2 separate regions of the Mus musculus genome follow, and region 1 is linked to region 2. The links are chromatin contacts, called in public Micro-C maps. All regions are on one chromosome and are shown on one strand. Each heading gives the region's core, a stretch centred on a gene start, on an enhancer-like site or on the middle of the called end of the contact. The rest is flanking DNA. Distances are from core to core; before and after follow the strand shown. Region 1 overlaps Sipa1l3 (signal-induced proliferation-associated 1 like 3). Region 2 holds the start of 2200002D01Rik (RIKEN cDNA 2200002D01 gene).

The links. Hi-C and Micro-C count contacts between places; a contact is called where the count stands out from the background.
Region 1: a Micro-C map of embryonic stem cells shows a contact between it and region 2, with 2.0 times the contacts expected there. The contact joins the enhancer-like site here to the promoter of 2200002D01Rik in region 2. A contact is called at or near these places in 1 of 484 Hi-C or Micro-C datasets (embryonic stem cells), 2 of 115 datasets of contacts at active chromatin or transcription factors (the SCID.adh cell line and pancreatic cancer cells) and 3 of 9 other capture datasets (adipose tissue, liver and pancreatic islet).

The regions. Positions count from the first base shown.
Region 1 is chr7:29,318,597-29,323,680 of GRCm38.p6, reverse strand. It overlaps Sipa1l3 (signal-induced proliferation-associated 1 like 3), which reads left to right. Exons shown (of 23, transcript NM_001081028.1): 23 at 1,394-3,303. The coding sequence ends at 1,537. Among named protein-coding and RNA genes, the nearest start is that of Dpf1, 13 kb to the right of the region's middle. Within about 2 kb of position 3,525, at least 41 of the 459 cell types and tissues checked have an H3K27ac peak or open chromatin away from gene starts, as enhancers often do. A contact at or near this core is called in the SCID.adh cell line and embryonic stem cells, where this site is marked.
Region 2 is chr7:29,246,967-29,252,033 of GRCm38.p6, reverse strand. 2200002D01Rik (RIKEN cDNA 2200002D01 gene) reads left to right here and starts at 3,567. Exons shown (of 4, transcript NM_028179.1): 1 at 3,567-3,677; 2 at 3,794-3,906; 3 at 4,069-4,137; 4 at 4,300-4,513. The coding sequence starts at 3,656. The coding sequence ends at 4,440. It overlaps Yif1b (Yip1 interacting factor homolog B (S. cerevisiae)), which reads right to left. Exons shown (of 8, transcript NM_001110201.1): 8 at 4,502-4,797. The coding sequence ends at 4,642.

The DNA of each region.
Region 1 (5,084 bases), core at 2,276-4,775, 72 kb before region 2:
TATAGGACAGCCATGCAAGTGGGACTCTGCAGCCAATTAAGAGTTTCAGTCAAGGGCTGGTGAGATGGCTCAGTGGGTAAGAGCACCCGACTGCTCTTCCAAAGGTCCAGAGTTCAAATCCCAGCAACCACATGGTGGCTAGCAACCATCTGTAACAAGATCTGACTCCCTCTTCTGGAGTGTCTGAAGACAGCTACAGTGTACTTACATGTAATAAATAAATAAATCTTAAAAAAAAAAATAAATAAATCATTTAAAAAAAAAAAAAAGAGTTTCAGTCAAGCCTCATAGTGCCACACGTGCCTGGAGCCCCAGCTCTAAGCAGAGCAGAGACAGGAGGGTCACAGAAGCTTGCTGGCTTCTAGCCTGTCCAAGAGAACATAACCACAGGTAAAGGGAGAGACAAAGAAATAGGCGAAGAGTGACAGGGACCCCTGGAGCCCTCTTCAGACACATGCCCCTCTGCGCACGCACGCATGCATAAATAAGGAAATAGGTGAAAATGGGTAAATGACTAGTAGATATATCTAGCAACTACCATGCAATATTAACTTAGTGAGAAATAGTCCAGGCCTTAATCCTCCTGCCTCAGCCTTCCCACTCATTGCTGGGAGGCAGAGGCAGGCAGACCTCTTGTAAGTTTGAGGCCAGCCTGGACAGTCCGGGATACACAGAAGCCCTGCCTCAAAAAGACCAAATAATAAATAAAAAAATAAAAAGAAGACAGTCCCTTGTGGAAGGGCACCGTTGTATCTGTGGCGTCCATGCACCCATCTCAGGGTGGAGGGGGATGAGAAGAAGCAGGACTGGGGGAGCTTTACTTGTTTATATATTTGAGGTGATGCAAGGCAGGACCCAGGTTCAGATCCCACCCCGGTATTTAATGCTGCACACACAGCCTTGGCACTCCCTGCGCCAGGATGTCGCATGACCTCGGGAGAGCAGAGCCTGCTCAGGCTGTGGTGGGTCTTGGTTGTTTTCTTCCAGGAAAGTGAAGATGACAGCCATCCCGAAGGTTGGGGTGAGGTGGGGTGGTAACAGTGAGTATGGCTAGCAAATGACTACTTCGGCCTGTCAGTGGTGGGGTGCATGCCTGTGATCCTAGCACCGGAGAGTCTGAGGTCAGCCTGAGCTACATACTAAGACCTTATCTTTAAAAGAAAAAAAAAAAAAAAGAATAAATTAACCCGCAAGCTTTCCAAACTTCCTGTCAGAGTTGAGGCCAGGGTATGAGTTAACTTGCCCTGGGTGGTTCATCTGGAGAAGCAGAGCTGGGATTTGAACCCTTGCAGACAGGCCTCTCAGGATCCAGTGGCTGCGGTCTGCTTCTGCTCTGTGCACCTCAGCCATCTGCCTTACCGTACCTTACTAACCCAGCCCTTTGCCCTCCCAGGAGAAGCAGGACAAGGTGGTGCTGCAGTCCGAGGTGGCCAGCCTGCGGCAGAACAACCAGCGACTGCAGGAGGAGTCGCAGGCCGCCAGTGAACAGCTGCGCAAGTTCGCAGAGCTCTTCAGCAGGGAGAAGAAGGAGCTCTGAGTGCCCCTGGGTCACCCTAGACCGCCCTGGCTGGCAGGCAGTGGGCTTCTGGTTGCAGGGGTGACAGGTCATCCAGCCACAGCCCCGCACCCACTGCCCTGCAACCTTCCTTTAGGGACTCGGGGGACGCCAGGCACTAGTCTCAGGCCCCTCTCAGCTGCTCCCTGCCGCCTTGCAGGCCACAGGAGCGCCCATTCCTAGGACCCAGCTGCCTGGAGCTGTGTCGGTGGGAGGGGCCCAGGAGCCCCTGCATGAGAACTATGGAACGAAGTGAGCCCTTTCTTCCCCCACTCCCTGACAGTCCAGGGCTCCTCTATCCCCAGTGAACTGGCTCCAGGTAGCATGGACATCACCCTCCGAGTCCCCCTTCCACACAGCAGCCAGGAGCACTTTCATAGAGTTTAAATTATTTTCCTGGGGCCCCAGAATGGACAGGACCCATTAGCACCCAGATCCACTCCTTTGAGAAACCCCATTTGTACAGCTAGGACTGTTTATATGATCTTTTTTATCAGCTTCTCTCCAAGCAGCCGCAGGCCCCTCTGCCTTGGAGCTACTGATCTGGCCAGCCATGGGATCCTCCTCTAGGACAACTAGGCCATTGCCCCCTACGCCAGCGGCTTTGAGGAACCTGAGGACAGGGCTGAGGCAGAGCCTTCACCCCCTGTATGGTTGTCTTTCCTTTTACAAGTCTCCCTGGCCACACTCCATCCCCCAGTGGACACCAGCCACGCTCACTGTGCTCCCTGGGGAGCACTCACAGTGCAGCCCCCAGCCCCCAGAGATTCTCCAAAGGCAATAAGGGGCAGCTCAGTGGGGCACGCTGCTCACCCAGGAAACACAAATCCCCCTCCCCCTTTTTTTCCTTCTTTAAAAACAAACAGAAAAGAATATATATATATATATATATATTTATTTTTTCATGTAGAGTTGTGCCGGAACACGTTTGAATGGCCACAGTCTGTGGATTTCCCCAAACCCTGTGGGCTGGAGGTCAATGTGAGGACTCAGAGGGACGTGGGGGCAGCAGGCGGCACAGTTGGCAGCGTAGATTGGACCCAGAGCCATAACGAGATGGCCCAGCCCTCAGACCAGGACCCATCACTTCTCTTTGGGCCCACTACCACACACAACAGGCACTCTGCTCCCGATGGGCCAGGCTGAAGGGCAGGGCTTGAGGAAAGGGTATCCAGAGCTCCCTGTGACCTGCCTCTGACCCCCGGGGAACCCCTGGTTGTGAGGGAGCAGCCTGCCATGCCCTCCACTCACCATGGAATGATGGTGGCAAACCAGACCACCCAGTGTCCTGAACCCTGGCCAGCTACTGTGATGTCTGTCTCCTGATCACCTTTCTAAAGGGTTCTCCAGCCCCTCCCCCTTCCTCTCCTCTCAGAACCCAACCTGGAGCCTTCCCCCTTCCCCCCAACCCCCTCCCTTCATTTCTTTCTTTAATGTGTCTTCTCATATCTTCAGACCATTCGAATCATTTGGGGGACCTAATCATGTACATTGACAGTTGTAAATTTTAATTTTTGCTTTTGTTCTATTATTTTTGTAAGAATTCCTGCAAAAAAAAATTATTTAATTTGAGGTTGATACTCTGTGTAATGACTGGAGATAGCAGGCTTTTTTTTCCAGGTTGATTTATTCCATTTGGATTTTTGTTTTAATCATTCTTTATTGTCTTTTCCTCCCCCTCTTCCCATCCCTGTCTTGAGATTTCTGGCATGTTTCAGGAGGTTTCAAAGGAAATAAACGTTTCATAGAAATGGCTGGTGTGTTCTCCTGCAGCTGCCTGGAAGCCAGTGCTGGCTCCCTCCTCCTAAGCTCATATCACACTCCTGCTGCACAGCATACATTTACCAGCCAGCCGCTTTCCTAGGCACCTGACCATCAGGATGTAAAATGTGCTGAAGTTAAAACAAGCTAGGTCTGCAAGGCGAGCATGGTAACCCGAGCCCTTAATCCCAGCGCTCAGGAGGCAAGGTGGGAGGAGCTCTGTGTTCTAGGCCAGCTTGTTGGAAGTAAGTTCTAGGAGAGTTAGGGCTGCACTGTGAACCTGTCTTCAAAGGGAATGGGGGATGGGCCCCTTTCGCCAGGTGTGATGGTTCACACTTGTAATCCCAGCGCTCTGAGGCAGGAGGATCGCCGAGAGTTCAAGGCCAGTTGTGTTTGTACACATCGGGAATCTCAGAGGTGAACGGGTGTCAGGAGTGCAAGGTCTTCCTTAGCTACATAGCAAGTTTGAGGCCACCTTGTGCTGACTGCAAGATAAGTGGTAATGAAGCCCTTTTTAAAAAAAAGAAGAAGAAAAAAGAAAAACTTTTGGGCCAGAAGTGGCTTTGTGGTTAAGAGCACCGGCTGCTCTTCCAGAGGACCCCCAGGTCCTCACCGCTCACAGTTGCCTGACAGCACACCCAAGAGACCCAGTGCCCTCTTCTGGCATATTTAAAAAACAACAACAACAAAAGCCAGGCAAAGTTAAGATAGCATGCGCCTTTAACCCCAGCAGAGGGAGGTGGATCTGTGAGTTTGAGGCCATCCTGGTCTACATAGTTCGGGGGCAGCTAGGGCTACACAAAAGAAGTCTGTCTCAAAACAAAACCACGGGTGATTGCAGGTAAAGTAAGTACTTGCCATGCTGGTGGGATTTGTATGAAGCCTCCACCCGGCCCCAAACCACGCCCCTCTCCATCCCCCGCTTCATTTGTGTGCCCAGCCCCACCTACTCATCCCTCCACTGGGTCCCACCATGCCGTGGACCTCCCTCTGCCAACAGTGCAGGGAATGGATTGCAGTGGAGAGCTGCCCAGGGGTCCCTGGGGACCAGAGGTAAAGGAAGAGTCATCTAGCTAAAGGAAGTGTCTCGGACCTGAAGCCTCGGCCAAAACCAGGATTTCTATGGCCCTCCAGACAGGACAAGAGGGGGCGGCTTGAAGCTTGGGGTCCTGGGTCTGTGTCTCGCCGAACTGTGGACATCTGCGGGTGGGCGAGGCACCAGGCAAACTGACTTTGGACTCAGGAGTTCCAAGAAGATCCTGAAGACTCACCTCCTGTGGGAAGTCAGCCTCTCTGGACAGGACTGACCCCATCCCATCAGCGGTCGTTGTGTTCTTCAGGTCTGAGCTGAACTCTGATCCTCCTTCGCACCCTACCCGCACCCCCCACCGCCAAATATCTTCCGAAAGGTGTTTGCCTATATCCAGTGGAGAATCAGCCCTTGCAAGGGCTTCCAGCTACTTAGACATCCTCACTCGCCACCCTCCTCAGGGCCCCATCCAGCCCAGCCCTCCCCCCATCAACCTGGGCCAAGTGGGGGAGGGAACCCGGGAACAAACTGTTCTCACATCCTCTCCTGGCCTGGGAGACATACCACCATCTCCCAACACCCCACAATTCACACGCGCACCCGCACACGCACGCCAAGCCCTGAAGGCGCCTGCACTGCGCCCCGTAGTCCCTTCCCTTTCTTGCCCCAGTTTTTCATGCCCCTCCCCCACCTCTCCTCAGTCTGCCTATCTCTTTGGCCTCATCTGCCTGGCACTCT
Region 2 (5,067 bases), core at 2,318-4,817:
ACTGGCTCAGGGTCTTCCACAGAGCACATGCTCCTAACCACGGAGCCATCTCCCCAGCCCCTCAACTCATTTTTTCTTTTAGGTTCGTGTGAGAGTGGCGCGTTCTGCTTACATGTGTGTATGTGCACATGTGCATGCCTGGTGCCCACACAGGTCAGAAAAGGATACCCTGTGAATGCTGAGCTGAACCTGGGTCTTCTGTAAAAACATATGCTCCTAGCCAGTGAGCCATCTCTGCAGCCCCCCAGCTTGGTGTTTCGAGACAGGGTCTTACTCCGGAGCTCAAGCTGTCCTCTGACTAGTAATCTTCCTTCCTTTTTCCAGTGCTTGGATTATAGGTTTGTGCCCGTATGCTGGGCAGGCAAGTGTTAATCTTCACACAGAGACAAACAGGGCCTGACTGCTTAGTGAGGGGTAATTTGAGGTGTACCTGTCCTTGATCCCTATGGTCTGCTAGCAGAACACTCCCTGGACAGAGGTAAACCAATTCACAGGACACACCACTCTGAGTCACTTGTCCCACCCTCCCGGAATTTATATTCTGCCTGGACAGGCTTTCCTCCTGTTCTGTAAGGAGCTGTGGGCCCAACAGTCAGCACTGTTCACACCGCCCTGCCCCCACCCTCACCCCAATGCTGTAGACCAAAGGTGCCCCACTCCTTCCTTACCTCTGCCTCACCCCTCTTATCTACTTCCCTTCCCTGAAGATCAAAGATCATTGGGTGGCATCCCTGCCCGCACCTGTGAACCCTTGTACCTACCACACTAGCTTTTTTTGTTTGTTTTTGTTTTGTTTTTTGAGATAGGGTTTCTCTGTGTAGTCCTGGAACCTACCACACTACCTTAATTTACTTTTTTTTTTTTAATAGTGTGTTTCTCTAGGTAACCCTGGCTGTCCTAGAACTCTCTCTATACACTAGACTGGCCTTAAACTCTTCCTGCATTTGCCTCCAGAGCCTATGTCATCATGCCCAGCCCACTAACTTTTCTCTCTTTTTTGGGGGGAGGGGGCTTTTTGGTTTTTTTGTTTGTTTGTTTGTTTTTTGAGACAGGGTTTCTCTGTGTAGCCCTGGCTGTCCTGGAACTCACTCTGTAGACCAGGCTGGCTCGAACTCAGAAATCTGCCTGCCTCTGCCTCCCAAATGCTGGGATTAAAGGCGTGCGCCACCACTGCCCAGCCCAGTCCACTAACTTTAAAATTTGCATTTTACCGAAGATTTAACCTAGGGCTACATGTACGTTAGGCAAGTGCTGTCACTGAGAAACACCTCCACCACCACCACCCCTTTTATTTTTATTCCTTTGGGACAGGGTCTTGCTAAGGTTTACAGACTAGCCTTGTTTGTAGAGTCTTGAAATTGCAAACCAGTGCAGCATGGTGGCATACCTGTGTGGTCTCCACTTACATAGCAAGCCTGAAGCCAGCCTGGACTATCAGAGACCCAGCCTCAAAACCACAACCAAACATCTCCAATGAGGTTTTCACTTTAAAAAATCCAACCCTGCTGGCCAGTGGTGGCACATACCTTTAGTCCCAGCACTTGGTAGGCAGAGACAGGCAGATTTCTTAGTTCAAGGCCAGCCTGGTCTACAGACTGAGTTTCAGGACAGCCAGGGCTACACAGAGAAACCCTGTCTCAGGAAAGCAAAACCAAAAAATCCAACCCTATCCAAAAAAAAAAAAAAAAAAAAAAAATTAGGCAGTGCTTGTGCACCCCTTCAATCCCAGCGCCTGGCTCTCTGAGTTTGAGGCCAGCCTAGTCTTATACTTCTAGGACAGGCAGGGCTACACAGAGAAACCTTGTCTCAAACAACAAATCCAAGCCCTCCCCAACATAACACATTAGCGGTTCCTCTGCCCTGCTGTTTTGTTTTTTTTTTTTTCCTTGCCTTTACTACTTTGGTTGGTGGAGTGGGTGTTGAGTTTTAGATAGAGTCCACTGCTATTTAAGACAAGCTCTGGCTGTATATTGACTAATGGGCCAGATAGGTCTACCTGAGACCCTGTCTCAAAAAAAGAGGGTGGGTGGGTACTAGAGAGGTGGCTCAGCGATGAAGAGCACTGGCTGCTCTTTCAGAGGACCTGGGTTTGATTTCCAGGACCTACATGGTGGCTCACAAGGGTAACCCTAGCTCCAGGGACCCCTGTACTGCCTTCTGGCTTCAGGCAGCAGGCATGAATAGGTGTGCATACATAGGCAAACATCATTATAGGGAAGAATTTAAACTGTAAAGAGGTAAGGTGCTAGAAGGTGGTTAGGGGTATTTGTTGTTCTAGTGGCTCAAACCCAAGGATGGCTTCCACAGACAGCAGCAGGCCTCCACAAACACACACACACACATTTAAAAATAAAGTTTTTCAGGTAATGGGAAGCACCAAGTATGTGCTGGAATGACACGCGTGGAGCCTGCATGACCAGTGCAGGCATTTCTGCAAATGGACATTAAGCAGGCATCCAAGGTGGCACATGGCCACCTTGATCCTTGAAGTAGCCACCTGTTCCTGCTGAGAGGTGGGCGCTCACTTTTGGAATATACAGGTGGGTGTTTTGTTTTGTGTGCACGTGCCTGGATGTGCACCTGTGGAAGTCCAAAGACGGTGTGCAGGCGTGAGTTCTCTTAGGTGGTTCCGGGTGATTAGATTCACCTCATTAACCTGGCAATTCTACACAATGAGCCACCTCACCAGCCTCCTTATTTTCTTGAGTCAGGTATATTGCTGGGTGGCACAGAACTCACTCTGTAAGGCCAGGCTGGCCTTGAACTCAACTTGCCTCTGCCTCCTGAGTGTTAGAATTAAAGGTGTGTGTCACCAAGCCCAGCACTCTTATGCTGTGTAGCCCAGGCTATGATAGAGTCTTCAATCCCCCTGCCCCAGTCTCCTGAGCAGTGGGCTTACAGTACCTAGCTTAGAACTAATGTTGATGTTCCCGAAAGTCACATGGTGAAGCCATATCCCAAATTGGAGGTCTTATATTCAGACATGGAGAGCCAAGACTAGAAGCAGGAAGCAGACCATCTCTGTACTGGGGCTCTCTCCCTGCCTATGCCTAGCTTCCAGCCCCGAGCCTTGCCGACTATGAGGTAAACTGCTGCTTAAGCACTAATCTGTTATGTTTAACAGCCCAAATTAAGACACCTGCCTTTACCCAAACAACGCAACACATTTCACCACCATGCACTCTGCCAAGCACCAGCCTAGGAATTCAACCCCACCACCCCAGGGTACAACTTTGCTGGTGCTTTTCAGCTGCCGCCAGGGCGCACTAGTCTGGCCACCAAATTCTTCAGACACTACTTATCTCAGCTCGGAGGAGCTGAGAACCAGACCTCGTTGCTCCCAGAATGCACTTTAACTTTGTTCAGTGTACGGAACGGCTTTCCGGAAGCAAGTACCCCCGCAAAGGGACCAACTGATGACTAGTCTCACCCCCTTTCTCCCAGACACCTACAGCCACTTCTAACCCCACTTCCCACTTAGGAAAGTCTGGGTGGAGCCGGGAGCGCCAGTGCAGTGAGTCAGGGCCAGGGAGCTGAGGGACAAAGGTCCGGAGGGTGAGGCTTCGCGGAATTCCTGAGATGGGCAGGTCGTGCAGTCCCACCCCCTGCCCTAGGCTCTGCCTAAAGTTTCCGGCCATCCAGACTGGTCACCGCCATGGAGTTTGACTTGGCCGCAGGTAAGTTCCCCGGGGAGTGGTGGATTTGCTGTGTAAGGGGCCAGACTCAGAGCCTGGGAATACTGAAGGGAAGCTACGTCGCCTACATAACCATGTAACTCCCCTCTCCTCCGCAGCCCTGGGCCCTGGTTCTAAGAAGCCAGAGGGGGCAGGCCATGTGGGAGACCCCAAACACTGTCCTCTTAAAGCGCCGGGCGGGCCAGAGGCAGGCGCTGCTCACAAGCCGAGGGTAAGTCACTTCATCACCGGCACCGAGTCCCGAGGGCCCGAGATGAGAACTGGCTTCCGTCCTTGGTCCTCGGCCACACATCAGCCTTCCAGTTTGGGTTGGAAGCTGCTCGAGTGGGTCCCTGTCCTCACTGTAACCACTCCCTCCCCAACCCCCATCTAGCGTGTCTCTGGCAGCTCCTCCGACTCCAGCAGCAGTAGCAGCTCCAGCGACTCAGAGGCAGAGGGGAAGGTAAGAGACGGTCCCTCTCCCAGTGTGTCCTCTCGCACCTCAGACCCAGGCCCCGCTGCGGTCAGGGTCACGTTAGGCTCCTTGCCGAGGTGAGTGGGGCGGGTCCAGTACAGCTTTCAACCGGGCCACCTCCTCTCCTACCCACCGTCCTTGGCTCTCCAGGAGTATGCCGCTGGCTGCAAGAAGCATGAACGCTCCTCAGACAAGGCCAAGAAACCCAAGGTGAAGAAGGAGAAGATGGAGAAGAAGGAGAAGAAGGAGAAGAAGGAGAAGGAGAAGAAGGAGAAGAAGGCCCCCCATTGACTTATTAAACTTGCAGCCCTTTCCGCTCCCCAGCGCCCTCTGCCGGTCAGAAGTGGAGGCTGCGCCGAGCCCATCAGGTTTATTGTTGCGGGTGTGCAGTAGGCGACATGAGCACCTTGGCTAGGAAGGAGGGCGCGGGCCTGGAGGGCGGGAGCCCTGGTCAAGCGAGATGAGTGTGGGAGCTGGAGGCCAGGCCGCAGCTCACCGTACAAGGTGGAAGGTGAGCCAGTACATGAGTACCGGCTGCGCAGCTGCCACTGCCATAGTCAGGTACATGCGCAGCTGGTTCCGCGCCCCACGCACTGGCACTCCTTCGGCCGCTGCCTGGGCCAGGATCTTGAGCCGCAGTGTCCGGATCTGGGTGGTAAGGGTAAAGTGGGGGTCCCGTAAGTGCCAGGCAGCTCGGGATGAGTCCCTGCCCCTCTGTGGCCTCCAGTTTGTGTTCCTAGAAGGGTCTTTTGAATAGCTACCTCCCCCAAGCCCTGTGAGCAAACCTTTGCAGAGGCAAAGGCCAGAAGAGAGGCTAAGAATTGTAGATCCCGGCCTGAAGAGCATGGCCTAGCTGCTTCCACCTACTGGGAGACAGTTGCCTTCACGCAACGCAGATCCTCACAGACACTAGCCCAG